Regions from separate parts of the Ovis aries genome. Here region 2 is linked to region 1. Evidence: chromatin contacts called from public Hi-C data. All regions are on one chromosome and are shown on one strand. Each heading gives the region's core, a stretch centred on a gene start, on an enhancer-like site or on the middle of the called end of the contact. The rest is flanking DNA. Distances are from core to core; before and after follow the strand shown. Region 1 holds the start of ANKRD42 (ankyrin repeat domain 42). Region 2 holds the start of DDIAS (DNA damage induced apoptosis suppressor).

Region 1 (7,756 bases), core at 1,904-4,403:
CACTTCAGTGTTCTGAAATGTGTTTCACTTGAGAAATTTCTTTCAGTTAGTCCCTCACTTACCTTGAAATCCTGTAGTTTTATACAGCTGGCCTATTTCATTAAAATTGCTCTCCTGAATATTATCAACGACTCTTTGCTAAAAACAGCATCTTAATCATTCTTGGCTCATATACTTCTTAAAAGTTTGCTTTATGTAAGAGTGCATGTTTTCCTGTGCTTCCTAATTTTATTTAGGAATATCTAAAAAATAAAAAATTGATACCAGACAAAAATAGTTTCTTTTCATATCTTATTCTATAAAGTAGCCACTGAGTTAACAATTTAGATCTTTACTAAACTTTGGAAAATTCTACAAAGTAATTACTAGAAATTAGATGAGATCACATACACATTGTTTTGCCTCCTTTTTCATTTACTGTCTTACAACTATTTTCATTTTGATTAATGCATGGAGAGCTGCATTTCTCCTCACGTAATATTTCATTATATGAATATAACATAATCTATCCAGCCATTCTTTCCCTGATGTATATTCAAGTTTCTAATTTACAAAGTACTGCAATGGCTACTCAATATCTGGGTCAGGAAGATCCCTTGGAGAAGGGAATGGCTCCCTACTCCAGTATTCTTGCCTGGAAAATTCCATGGGCAGAGGGGCCTGGCAGGCTATAGTCCACTGGGTCCTAAAGAGTTGGACAACACTGAGTGACTGAGCACACACACAAATAATTCACTTCTGTTTTCAAAGTCCCTCATATCTGTAATATGTTCTTGTTCCTGTTTTCTTTCCTTTTCTTCCTCAGATTTGCTATTTGTTCTTTTCAAACACCAGCTACTATTATGATCAATTTTATTTCATTAATTCCTGCTTTTATCTTTAATTCCTTTTAAGTTTATTTTGGGAGATTTTACTTTTTCTACTTCTCTGTTTACTTTCTTTCCTGATTTTTTCCACCAAATGTATATCCTTTAAGAGTGTGCTGCCTTATTCTCTCAGTGTGTTTATCCGTATGTGGCTACAAACACTGTATTAATCTGGAGTCAGTCATAGTGGGTTCTAACTCCCTATCACCTAGCTATGTGATCTTGGCCAAATCTTGGTTTCTTCACCTGTAAAAATAGAAATAATAATACAGATTAAGTTTAAGACTATTTACCAATCATTTAGCATAAGAACTGCCCCATATTAATAACTCAATAGATGTCTGATAAGACAAAGGCCTCAGTTACTCCATTTACAAAAATGAGAGGACTAGGCTGACTAATCTCAAATTCCCTACCAACTGAAAAAACTTTTTTCTTTCTTTTTGGCTTCGCTGAGCAAGTAGGATCTTAGTCCCCCAACCAGGGTTCAAACTGGTACCCTCTGCAGGGGAAGCACAGAATCTTAACCACTGGACTGTTAGGGAAGTCCCTGAAAAATTTTATTTTCAATCTGCTAGTTCATTTACCAGACAATCAACCAAACATCAACTCACTCATTCACCCAAACAACAGTTAGAAAGCACTTCCCTTGAACTAGGTATTCTAGATGTTAGGAATACCATGATGAACTAACCATAGAGTTCCTACCTTCCAGGTCAGAGTCCCTAGCGGGTAGGAGTGAGCACCAACTGTTAAAAGGTAACTAATACAAGGTGATACTTGGTCTAATAAAGACTGTGAAATAAAGACTGTGGGAATTCAGAGACTTTGAGGAGTATGCACAGCAAAATCAAGACAGGTTGGATACCTCATGTGGGGACTCACTACTTACTAGCTGTGTGTGCTGTGCTGTGCTTAGTCTCTCAGTTGGGTCCCACTCTTTGCGACCCCATGGACTGTAGCCCGCTAGGCTCCTCTGTCCATGGGATTTTCCAGGCAAGCACACTGGAGTGGATTGCCATGCCCTCCTCCAGGGGATCTTCCCAACCAAGGGATCAAACCCAGGTCTCCCGCACTGCAGGCGGATTTTTTACCGTCGGAGCCTGTGTACCCTCAAAAATTAACTTTGGCGTTAAACTTCTCTGTAGAAAGGAACAGTTAATACCAACCTGGTAGGTTATATTAAACAACACATCATACGAACTCAACGAATGGAGGTTATTATTATTACAAGAGGCGATGAAAGGTAAAGAAAGGCATTTACTCTATTTCAAGAGAGGAAAGGCAGGGTTAGGGCAATTTCCCAATTGTGTTCACAAAACAAAACCTACGGCAAAGCAGCTAAGGATGGGGCGGCGGGGTGGGGGGGGGGAGGGGCTAAAAAAAATTTTCTGTATTTTCAGATGCTAGCACAACACCTGACCTGTGTTTGCTATAAACACGAATGGAAGAACACACGTCAAGCAACTGGACTGCAGAGAAAGATCTGGGCCAAAATGTTCAAAGAAACCATTTTACAGTGAAACGAAATCTTGGGAGTCAGGAGATCTGGTGCAGTCTTTTGACTAACGACCTCTCTTTTCACATTGGCTTTGCAACTTACCTGCTGGTATGGCCTTAACAAATTACTTATACCTCGAATCTCCTCATCTGTAAAACGGGGATAACACCTACCTTACAAAATTAGTGTGAGAAATAGTACCAAGCGATTATCAATGAGGCTGGCGGTGGGCACACTCAATAATGGGACAGCGCTGCAGCCGTTTAATTTCTCCATTAGGTCTTTTGTCCGTACTTATGACAGGGTAAGAATATATTTTCTCCAACGCTCCAACCGGCACCGAAAAAGGACACTAGGTTTCCAGAGGATGCAAGGCCCCGCCCGGTTCGCGGCACATACTCGGGCCACGGACGCCGACTGCAGTCCAGGAGCCTCTCCACCTGCGTCGCCGAGCCCTGGTGGGCGCAACCGATGCCAGGCCGTTATAGAGACGGGGCCGAGACAGGCTGGACGTGAGGCCGAGCGCCATTTCACCGAAACCCGTTCCACACCACCATGTCTAGAAGGGACGCCTCGAAAAAAATAGAGTACTTAAAAAAAAGAAAGAAAAAAAAAAAAAGGGCAAGGAAGTCGGAAGTGACGCACAGCAGCGAGGAACCGGAAATGACCGCACCACGCCGGAAGTTTACCCGTTTCCAGGGCGCCGGCTCCCCCAGCCCCCAGCTCCAACCAGGTAGCTGGTGGTCGGGACGCTGGAAAGCGACTCGGTGGAGCGGGTGCTCGCCGACGGCGGCCGCCGCCACAGTGAGTCGCGCGGAGTAGCAACCGAAGACGGCGGCCGCCGCACCAGCCAGCGCGTGTGGAGGATAAATGGCCGGCACGGTCGTCGCGGTGATCCGTCCAGGGAAAGAGTGAGCGAGGGCCAAGGCTCTCGTCTTAGCGAAGACAGACAAAGAATCCGCGAGGAGAGCGATCGCCGCTGCCGGGTACCGACGGGAAGAGGAAGTGAAGACGTCGGCTTCTCCCGCGATGACTCGAGAAGGGTCAGCGAAGACCTGGACCACGGCCGCAGCGTCTCTGAAGAGAGAGTCAGGGGAGACTGCGGCCACCGTCCCGGCAACTCTTGGGAGAGACTGAGGGGAGGCCTCAGCAGCGACGCGAGCTTCAGTGAAGTCGGAAGCCACCCGACTAGTGACTCGGGATCCATCAGAGACGACCGTGGCCTCCGCCTCAGCGGGACTTGGGACGAAGTCCGGGAGGTTCGGGGCCCCCGAGCCAGCGACTCGGGCGAGAGGGGCAGTGACGACCGCCGCCGCCGCCGCCGCCGCCTCAGTGGCTCTTGGGAGGGCGCGAGTGTGGATGGCGGCCGCAGCCTCAGCAGTTCCTGGGAGGCGGTGAGTGAAGACCGCGGCTACTTGGCCAGCGACTCCTCCGCGGTGAGCGTCAGCGAAGACGCCAGCCGCCGCCGCTTCTGGGAGAGGGAAAGTGAGGGCGAAGGTTCCCGCTGCCGGGCCTCCTGGGGGAGGACGACGGAGGACGGCGGCCCCGGGCCTAGCGACGACGAGGGAGACAGCCGCTGCTGCAGTGGCTCGTGGGTGACAGCGAGCGAAGACCGCCGCAGCAGCGGGGGCCTGGACTCGACCCCGCCCCGGAGTCCGAGTCGCCGCACCATGCCCGGGGTGTCCGATTCGGGCCCGTCCACCTCCTCCACGGAGTCTGCGACCCCGAGTGAGTCGGACCGCTTCGCTGGCCCTTGTCTCTGCCACACTCCACTTTTCTCACTCCAGCCTCTTCTTGGCATTTCCCTTTCTCACCTGTCACTCATCTCTTTCCCCTTAATTGACCTATTTACAGTGGGTCCCAAAGCTCATCTGGTCATCTGGCCCCCATCTTTCCTCGTTTCAGCTTTCCTTACCTTTTTTTTTTCTGGTTCCCATCTGCGCCCATTCCTGAGACTTCGTTCCTGTTGCTGCTAAGTCGCTTCAGTCGTGTCCGACTCTGTGCGACCCCGTAGACGGCAGCCCACCAGGCTCCCCCGTCCCTGGGATTCTCCAGGCAAGAACACTGGAGTGGGTTGCCATTTCCTTCTCCAATGCATGAAAGTGAAAAGTGAAAGTGAAGTCGCTCAGTTGTGTCTGACCCTCAGCGACCCCATGGACTGCAGCCTAAAAGGCTCCTCCATCCATGGGATTTTCCAGGCAAGAGTACTGGAGTGGGGTGCCATTGCCTTTCCTAGGTGATAGCAATTCTTGTTAACATTTATGGACCCTTTTAAGTTCTTGGCGTCTCTGCGGCATTTGACTCTGTAAATAGTATTTGTTTGTTGTTTGGTCACTAAGTTGTGTCCAGCTCTTTGCTACCCCATGGACTGTAGCCTGCCAGGCTCCTCCGCCCATGGGATTTCCCAGGACTCTGGAGTTGGTAGTCATTTCCTTCTCCAGGGGATCTTCCCGAAGCAGATGATTGAACTGGAGTCTCCTGCCTTGGCCAGGCGGGTTCTTTATCTCTGAGCCACCATAGAAGCCCTGGAGATATTAGACTCACCTAATTTTCTTCTTTCCACTTTCCCAACTCTCCCTGTCTGTCTAGCTAGCTAGCTATCCACCCATCCATCCATCCATCCTGGCTTTTCTTCTATCCTCTCCATAAATGTTGCTTTTTTTTTTTTCCTCTTGGATAGTGCCATCACTGATGCTTTTTGCCTTGTTAAGTACTATGACTTCAACCCTACTGAGGACCTCCGAATCTGTTATTCAGTCATCCAGTAAATATTTATTGTCTACTGTGTGCTTTTTCTTAAGGATATGTGAGCAAAGAAGACAAACGCATTCCTTCCTCCTAGTGGGGAAGATAAATACTGAGCAAGTAATTACTAGCGTAATGAGTTATAAGGAAGAATAGAGGGCCCCTGCCTTCAGTGTAGGGTAAGGTTGGGGATCAGAGAAAGCTGCCTACTACTGAGACACAGCTAACTGTGAGAGCTCAGCTCCAGACCTCTCCTTGGAGCTGCAGACTTACATGTACAGCTCCCCTTGTGGAACTCTTCCTTGGGCACCTCAAGATCAACACATTCAAAATATGATTTTGTACCATTATGTCCTCTCTGTCCTTTAGTGTTGGTTGTTTCAGTGGCACTGTACCGCTTGTGTAACTTAGTCATACACTTTGGAGTTGTCCTGTTATTCTTCCCTTATTTCACACACCAAATCCCTCCAAGTTCATTTCATCCTGTTTGCATAATATATGTTGAATCTGTTTCCTCTTCTGTTCCTACTGCCATTCTCTTAGTTGAGGGTCTCAACCGCTCTGGTGGAGACTCCTGTAGATATCTTCCTATATGGTCTCCATGAGTCTCTTCTCTTGCCCTTTTGCTCCCCAGTCCATTAATTCCCCTCACTGCAGCCAGCGTTACACATCTGATCATTCTTAGTCCTCTACTTAAAATCCTTTAATGACTCCCTGCTGTCTGTTCAGCTCTAACAAGTTCCAGCACAGCCTGCCTCTTATCTAATTCTGGCCTCTTTTCCTTTCAACCTTATGCTTCCACAGTAGGGTGGGTATTTTTATAGTTTCTTGAACTGTCCAGGATGCCTTTTCCTGCATGCATTTCACCTCGCAAAGTCCTGCTAACCCTTGAAGATTCATCGCAGGTGTTACCTTTTCTAGGAACCCTTTTCTGCTCTCCTTCCCTCCTGTCCTAGCTGAGTTAGAAGTCTTCTGCTTCCGTAAGTTCTTAGGAATATTTCTGTCGTTGCTCTTAACTACATTGTTTTGTAATTTGTATTTGTATATCTCTGTGAGTTCCTTGAGGATAGAGACCATGTCTTTTTAATCTTTTTATACTTATGATAGATGCCAGGTTAATGTTGAGTGGGTGGATGAGTGGATGAATGAATAAACTGGAATGGCATGTGGTGAGAAAAAAGGTTGTGAAATTAGATGGAGGCAAGTTATGGGAGGGCTTCCCAAGTGGTGCTAGTGGTAAAGAACCTACCTGCCAATGCAGGAGACATGATGAGATGCGGGATGGATCCCTGAGATGCAGGAAGATCCCCTGCAGGAGGGCATGAAAACCTGCTCCAGTATTCTTGCCTGGATAATCCCATGGACAGAGGAGCCTGGAGGGCTGCAACCATAGAGCCACAAAGTCAGACACAACTGAAGCGACTTAGCATGCAGCAAGTTATGGGAGGGCATAGACTGTCGTACTGAGAGCCTCTAGATGAGCGCTGGATAACCAGAAGCAGTTTGGAGTGTGGAGGCATGCAGTGATCAGGATAGTGTCCTTGCATACGATGGATTAGAGTGTTCCTGTATGAAATGGATTAAAATGGGTAGAATGTCATTTGTAGATCTTGCAGAACTTGTTTAAAGGAGAATAATGGAGATTTTGCTGGTGATCCAGTGGTTAAGGCACTGCACTTTCACTGCAGGGGGCATGAATTTAGTCCCTGATCAGGCTGGTGGGCTGCAGTCCATGGGGCTGCTAAGAGCCAGACAGAACTGAGCGACTTCACTTTCACTTTTCACTTTCATGCATTGGAGAAGGAAATGGCAACCCACTCCAGTGTTCTTGCCCGGAGAATCCCAGGGATGGGGGAGCCTGGTAGGCTGCCGTCTACGGGGTCGCATAGAGTCGGACACGACTGAAGCAACTTAGCAGCAGCAGCAGGGAACTAAGGCCCCACTGCTTATCTGGAGAACCAAACACAAACCTTTATGCCAAAGTTTAAAAGAAATAAATGAAGGAGAATAATGAAGGTCTGACTTAGGGGGATTAACATCATTAAACATCAAGTAGTTTGGTTTTTTGTGGGGTGCTTCCTTATTCCCTTGCCCGGATACATATATCTGAGTTGTTCTTCAGAGACTTGCTCCACTGTTTCCTCCTCTTCCTCCTTTATTTTACCTGTACTCTTACAATGTTACTGTCAGGTTTTTTGTTGTGTCGAATTTATCCCAATAGTTTTAAAAGCATCTGTGGAAAAAAAAAGTCTAAAATCCATGTCTGTTCATTGTATTATCATAGTGCCTGGCATATGGTAGAGGCTCTGAAAGGATTTTTGAGTAAAATGCATAGCATTTTGCTAACAGTGGGTGTAAGAAATGATTTCAGCTGTCAACTGATTTGAACTGTTTACTTCCTTCTCCAACTACTGTCTGTTCATGCTTAGATACTTTCGGTGCTTCTGGTTCACAACGCACGTTAAGATATTTCACGGGACAGTAAGGCTGACAATGCAGTCTTGATGTTTGGAACACGAAATTATAAAATATGACACTTCATGTATGAAGTAAAAGTTGTGACTTACCATCCCTTTCTTAGTGTAGGATATATGAGAAATATGAAAACATTGATAAGATGTATCTGCCTATGTGAGATAAGGTT
Region 2 (7,492 bases), core at 3,381-5,880, 260 kb before region 1:
GCAGATTCTTTACCAGCTGAGCTATCAGGGAAGCCCTATCACACATACATGCAGAGCCCTTGATGTGCCCAAATGATGTGTTATCCTTTCTCTGGTCTCCTGACTCAGTTATTTTTGATTAAAAAAAAAAAAAATCAAACATTCCTACTAAATCAACATTTGAAGACTGTGAAAGAAAAGGAAATATAAATGGTAAAAAAAATTAAAAGGAAAAGATTAAAAAGGAAAATAAATAGATGATTTGTGTCATTAATTAAATGACAGTAGACCTTGTTCGGGCTTTTTTTGGGTAGTCATCCATTTAATTCCTCAACAAATATTTATTTTGTACTTTATATTTTCATGGGCTCTTCTGGGTAATGGATAATGCTGTCTAGCTGAGGAGACACAAAATAGTAAATGTGAAAAAAGTCCAACTAAAATCAGGAAAGTTTCACAGAAAAGGTGATATTTCAGCTGGGACAGAGGTATGCATTTAACTAGCGGAAAAAAAAGGGGGGTAATTCCAGACAGAATTTCTGACACAGTAAACTTCAATTGAGTCTATGTTCTATGTTGCTAAAAGTGTGGAGAAGGTGGAAGGAGGTGGGGATCTATGGCAGGATATGAAGCTGAAAGACCAGCATGCGATAAGAAAAAATACGAAGGACTTTGACCTTTATTCTGCAAGTAATCAGAGTTACGAAGGAGGGCTAAGCCTTTATACTGAGACCATTCATGGAGTTTGCATGAATATAATAACAATTGGGAATAGCTTAGACAGATATAACACAGATAAAGAAATCATTATAAAGTTGAATGAAAATTAAACCTTGAATAAAGACTAAGTCTTAAGTACAATAATAATGTTTATCATTAAAAGGCATGAAAGTACTTCATCTGCTCTAACTTAAAAAAAAAATTAAAGTTGAGTTTACACATACTTTTCAATCCCAACTAAAAATTTATGGTGCAGAAAAACTGGCAATTACTATAAAACGATTATTGTGCAATAATTATTATACAACACATTTGTATATATGTGAAAGTCTTTCTCAAAACAGTGAAATAAAACTCAATTGGAGTTGATGCAAATAAAATTACTATTATGGTAATAAATCCATTTGTGGAATCTGAGTCCTAAAATGTGAACTAAATATAAGCCAGAGGGCAAAACATGGCTGAATAAGGCCAAACAGATCTTGTAAATCACCACAAATGGAAAAAGAACTGGCCTTTTATATCTAAAGAGTGAAGTGGTCAAGAAAGAAATTTACAATGAAGAAATATAAATTAGGACCTAAGAGATCATTCAGTCTCTTCTACCTTTTCATTCTCCCTCTTTTCTGCTGACAGTTCTCTCACCATTCCTAAAAGGATTATAGATATCCATTCCAGTAGTTTCCCTTCAACTTAACTTTAGTTATGGAACTCTGCAAAATCCCAGCATATAGCACAAATAAAAATATAAATCTCAGGCTGAAAGAAGTCAGGGGGAGGGGTTCTGGGGTACCCTAACTTGGTTTCCATATGGGCCTTCACCATCCCTCTGAGACAGCTCTCCCAAAGCCTTAATTTTTCAGTAAAATGTGAAACACATTGGTTCTTGTCCAAACCTCTCAATTTACAAATGAGGAAACTGAAGCCTAGAGAACTGCCTAAGAAAAAGATGTTTCCTAGTACTCCTGCTAAAACTAGAATGCTTTCTCTTCATAATCTCTAAATTTCTGGGTTAAAAATGATTTCTTATACTAGAAGTTCACGTCATCCCTCTCTATCAAATTCCCATTCAAAACTGACTTGGGTTAGGAACCATCAATTTACTAAATGTCTGCTCGAGACCAAATACTTTGTTAGGGATATGTCATCTATTCTCATTTAACCACCACCAAATCCCCCAGAGGTCAAGAAACTGGGCTCAGAGAGGTATATGAAACTTCCCAAGGTCAGAGAGCTAGTATTAATAGATTGGAATTCTGATCTATCTAACTCCTAAAGCCAAACCTCAGACTCTTGAAGTTCTAATCCCAATGTTTCCCAAATCTTTGCCTATCTTTTCACATGCATGCACACATGCATGCTCAGTTGCTCAGTCGTGTTCAACTCTTTGAGACCCCATTGAATGTAGCCCACCAGGTTCCTGTGTCCTCGGGATTTCTCAGGCAAGAATTTTGGGGTGGATTGCCATTTCCTGCTCCAGGGGATCTTCCCCCACCCAAGAATCAAACCCCCGTCTCTTTTATCTCCTGCCTTGGCAGGCAGATTCTTTACCACTGTGCCACCTGGGAAGGTCATTTATCTTTTCACAGGCTCCCAGAACTGTAAATGATATTGTCATTTCACAAAAGATGTACTTCCTCATTCAGGCTTCTCAGGGAACACCTACCTCATGCTTCAGCCAGGCACAAAGGCATCATGCCTACCTTAAACCTCTGAACTCAAAATTCAGAACTATAGAGATGCTCACCTTCACTCCCCACTCCAAATTTTGACAGACTCCTACAACTTCCAAGGAAAGATGAAAACTCTTAATAAAAGGGCTACAAAAGCAACTCTGAGCTGAGCATAAGACAACAGACTGACATTTTAGATTGAAAAAATATTATATATTATCTGGTAAGATATTAGAAACTTGAACTTAGGGGCTGCTTTGGGACAAAAAATGACTGTCACCTCGAAGTAGGCTCCAGAGCTGGCATTAAATAATTTGAATTTGGCGGGAGGTCAAAGGAATTTTAGGGCATCCTCTGCAAGCAGGAGTTGAAGTGACTGTGATGGTCAATCACAGAAGGGAGTGTAGAGCCAGAAATGACAATAAATTATTGGTGATGGAAGGTGAGTTTAAACAGATGGGACTTGGGCCACCGGACAAGTCTTCAGCATTAGGGTTCTACAATTTCAATGAGCTTCGGTGCCTGAAAACCACAAAACCCCAGTCCTCGCCACCCACTCGGACACCCCAACCCTTTTGGCCTTACCTTCTGTTGGATGTAGCGAATCGAATACTTCGGGGTAATAGTAGGGCGAGATCCGAAGCTCGTTGACCAGGGTAGGCTGCTAGGGGCCCTCAGTGACGGCGATACGGGGCTGGCGGCCCCAGGAGTCAGGGAAGCTAGGAGCAGGAGCAGGAGGGAGCAGCGCCCCATGGCTCAGGACCGTGGCTGCAGAGCGGGTAGGAGGGAGACAGGCAGATGCACGCAGCGCCGCCCAGCCCACAGCTCCTGCCCCGAGACAGGCCCCTCCTTCCCGGGGGAAACCCAATGCTACCCCGCCCCTCAGCAAAGCCTCTCAAATTCGAGTTGCCAAAGCCATTCCAAACCCCGTCCCAGTCCCACAGGGCGCCGCCAGGTTTCATTTCCCTCTTTTACCGTCCCCTCTTTATTATATAGAGTTCACCTTTATTCCCTTCCAACTCAAAGCCTACCTTTACCATCCCAGGGCCCCTCCTATCTGACCTCTGAACCCCATTCTTAACTATATCACCCCCACACACACACAAACACTTTCTCCGCACCCTATATCCTCCCCCTTTATCGTCACTGCCAAACCCTGCCCTGTCCACCTCTATTTCATCGCCACATCCTTGTCCTCCGCAAATCCTACATAATAATAGTGTGTGCATGCGTGCAAACGTGCCAGGCCGCTTGGGTCGTGTCCAACTCTTTGCGACCCTATAGACGGTGGCCTGCCAGGCTCCTCTGTCCATGGGATTCTCCAGGCAAGAATACTAGAGGGAGTTGCCATGCCCTCCTCCAGGGGATTCTTCCCAACCCAAGGATCTGACCCAAGTCCCCCACATTGCAGGCGGATTCTTTAGCGTCTGAGCCACCAGGGAAGCCCCAGGAAGGGCTACTGCCAACTTAAAACTGGCACTCGCCACCAGCTCTACAAGGACTAAATCATTCACTAGTCACTCAGCCCTGACAGTCAAAACACCCTGAAAAGAGGAGCTCAGGGTACAGAGCTGCTCCTCCTGACTGGCAGCGGCATCTGCCAATCCGTGTTAATGTGTTCATACCCTGCCTTTTTCACTAAAATCATGTATACTACTAAGCTATCCCCACTAGGTCTGGCTCCTTTGCACCGCCACCTCCATGTCAGCCTAATCACCTCCTAGGGCACTCTGTCGGTTAGTCACCCCTACACATGCGTGAAATCCACACAGTCCACTTCTCAACGGAGGTCGCCCCGGAATCCCACTAGGTCCCGGTCCCTGCTTCCAAGCTACGCCCCCTTCCGTCTTCCGGCACCCAGCTTCGGACCCCGCCTTCCCCTCTCCTTGGGAGCAGTCCCAGCCCCAGCGGGCGGAGTCCCTTTCGGTCCTCGTGACTCCCTCACCACCAACTTCCGCTTCTACTTCCAGTCAGCCAGGTGAACCTCGGTCTGAGGGGCGCTCCCACCCACTACCACCTACGCCTGGCTGGCTCAACGCTGCCTCAAAACCAACTGTACAGACTGTACTACTGCTCAATCAGTTGGGAAAGGACACTTGCCTAAGCCTCTCGGACAAAAATGGTTGTTCCCAAAACCTCACAGGTTGTCGAGCTACATCGCCAACCTGGGCGGTGTCGTCTTCTGATTGGCTCTAAGGCCAGACGGTCATGGCGTCACTTCCGGCGGAAGGAGGCGCGGGAGATTCGATTGGAAGACACTCTCTAGCCGCTTGAGTCTTGGGGTCCGCGTCACTGAGCTTCGCCCGGGCAGGTTCCTGGTCCTCTGCCTCAGGTGAGAAGGTGCGGGAGGAGATTCTCGGGGAGCAAGGGCCGGAGACTCCTAGGAAGACCCTTGAACGTCGTTCTGAGTGAGCATTCGGAGCATTCTATGTTTTTTTTTCAGGAGTCAGTCTCGTCTATAAACGGGCGGTTGTGAGAGAAGAGTGAGGTCAGTTCTTTTCATTTTAGACGGTGCTGTTGCAGTCAGTCAGAGAGCGTTTGTGTGCCACCGACCTGGAAACGAGTAAGTGTCTGGAACCCGAAATACAGGGAGGAAAAAGGTGCTACTGCAATTTTTGAGGTGCTCGGAGGCTCGTACACAGCGGGCGGCTATGCCCAGTAGTACCTGCTGAAAAGGGATCTTTTCCAAACTGCTTTGATGACTCAGAGGGACAAGTGCTCACTGAGCAGAGTGTTCAAACCAGAAACAAGTTTTCTAGGTACCTTCCTTGTCTCTCACATCAAGCCACACCAACCTCTTGAATATCTCAAACCATACGCTTCTCGCCAGTTTTACTTTGGTTCAGCACAACTGCTTCATAACTATGACTGTAGCCTCCCAGCTGATTCTTTCAATTTCCTTACGTTCCAATCCAGTCTCCACGTTGCTAGGCTGATAAAGTACAAATCTGATGAGGACACTCCCCATTAAAAACCTTTCCTTTGGTCACTCCTGTTTGCCCTCAGGTTTAAGTCTAAACTCCTTAAAGTGGTTAACAGGGCCCTTCTTGTCTGGCCTTTGCCTAGTACTCCAGCTCTTTTTTTCACCCCTCCAGCCCTATGCTCCAACCACATGGAATGTCCTTTTGAGTCCCTCAAATGCACCATTCTCCCTCACCTTCAGACCCCATCTGAATCCCATCCCACCTAGTTCTTAATCATTGTTTAGGTCTCAATTTATGAAGCTTTCTATCAGGAGGCCTTTCATCATCCTGCAAAATTGGGTCAGAAAGCACCCAGTAGTTACTTACTCATTCTACAGATAGTTTTTTTAACTGTCTCCCTCTGTGCTAAGAACTTCTAAGTACTAGGATCACAATGGTGAACAAGATGTGAGAATCCTTCGGAACTTAAACTTTTTGTGTGTGGGCTTAAAAAGAATGAAGTGGAATCTATTTGAGTTAGGTTTGTTTGGAAAGGCCTCTGAGGAGTTGACACTTAAATTGAGGCCTAGAAGATGAGAATGATCTAGCCATGCAATAGAAGAAAGGAAGAAAATTCCAGAGTGAACAGGTTATGTAAAGGCCTTAAAGCAGGAAAGAACTTAGCATCTTAATGTTCAAGAAACTAAGAAAAGGCCAGTGTTGCTGAAATGTATTCAGAAAGGACAGCTGCATGAGGTGATTTTTTTCTATCTGTAACCCTGTCCCCTTCCCCATCTCTGGAACTTTACCTGTCGTAAGTGCAATGAACTGTGCTTGATACTCACTAAGAGTTTCCTGAGTAATGTTTTAAAAATATTTTTCATCAGTATTTCTCCAAACAAAAGAGGTTTTGTCTTTTTTGATTTTTTTTTTAATCTCCTACCTCCCTCTCCCTTTTCCAGAATTTTCATTTTAATGTCAGAAGATCATTTCTCAGGGACTTGTTATGACTGCCTTTAGAAAGATTAGACAAATTATGCACCCTTGGAGGGAGACCATTAGACAGCTTTAATAAAGCAACTCAAAGTAACTACCATTTCCATAGCTAAAGAGTCTGTCCTATAATATATGAAATGAGAAATCTGAGAGCAACAGAATGACAAAGATTTTCTTGCAAAGCAAGAGCAGTTTGAGGAGGAATGAAGAAAGGGAGAGGAGTTAGTCACATCTCCTTTTCTGTATGCCGTTAGAAGTGTGGCCCAGTGTTTTAAAGGAGTGATTTCATCCTTTGGTCACAATCTTAGACTAAATGAGTCTCCTGTTGTAGTTTTCTCATGGTATAATGTACTTTTCCTGTATAGAATTTTCTACCTATCTCTTACTAGGCTATAGATCAAGTGACCAGGTAGAGACCTTGTCTATTTTGTTGATCACTTATATTATTCCCATCAGCTGGTATTTATCAGCTGCACAATAAATTGATAAATAAGTATATTGAACTTGGACTTCCCAGGTGATACTAGTAGTAAAGAATCTGCCTGCCGATGCAGGAAACACAAGTCGCAAGTTCAATCCCTGGGTCTGGAAGATCTCTTGAAATAGGAAATGACAACCTGCTATGGTATTCTTGCCTGGAAAATTCCATGGACAGAAGAGCCTGGTGGGCTACATCCATGGGACCACAACGAGTCAGATGCGACTGAGCACATATTGAACTTATTAAATTGGAATATGGTTTGTTGACTGTGGTGGAACTGAAAGCAATATAATGCTGTATTACCATCCTCCCCAATAAAATCAAGAAGAAAGATAAACCGCAGGTAGATACCACATATGGAATGTTCCCAAGTCTGAGATCATGTTTTCCTAACTTTAGTGTTTGCTCATTCCTCATGCTTCATTCAGTTGTCCATCAAACATAAATTCAATACTTGAAATCAGACACTAGAGAGAGAGAGAGACAAAACAAACTAGATGACCAAAATCATAAGGAAATACTATGAAAACAGCAAAGGGAATGACTAATAGTGACTGCCTAAAAGGATCTGATTTCATATTTGTCCACTGCCAATGGATGGAAAGTCTTTTTGCCGTTTGCTGAGTCTACCAAATGAAACGCAAATAATAAAAATATCTTAATGACCTTTTACATTTCAGTTCTCAAATTTACCATTGTTATAGTTTTCTGAGCCTATTTCTCCACTAGAGGGCAATAAA

Evidence for each region. A called contact is a pair of places that touch in the nucleus more often than the background predicts.
Region 2: a contact with region 1 is called in a Hi-C map of liver, with 6 times the contacts expected there. The contact joins the promoter of DDIAS here to the promoter of ANKRD42 in region 1. A contact is called at or near these places in 3 of 16 Hi-C or Micro-C datasets (blood, liver and tail adipose tissue).

Annotation. Positions count from the first base shown.
Region 1 is chr21:12,046,867-12,054,622 of ARS-UI_Ramb_v3.0, reverse strand. It overlaps ANKRD42 (ankyrin repeat domain 42), which reads left to right and starts at 3,153. Exons shown (of 10, transcript XM_027960118.3): 1 at 3,153-4,095. The coding sequence starts at 4,038.
Region 2 is chr21:12,310,298-12,317,789 of ARS-UI_Ramb_v3.0, reverse strand. DDIAS (DNA damage induced apoptosis suppressor) reads left to right here and starts at 4,630. Exons shown (of 5, transcript XM_060403938.1): 1 at 4,630-4,704. It overlaps PRCP (prolylcarboxypeptidase), which reads right to left and starts at 4,556. Exons shown (of 10, transcript XM_042238281.2): 1 at 4,124-4,556; 2 at 2,958-3,140. The coding sequence starts at 3,125.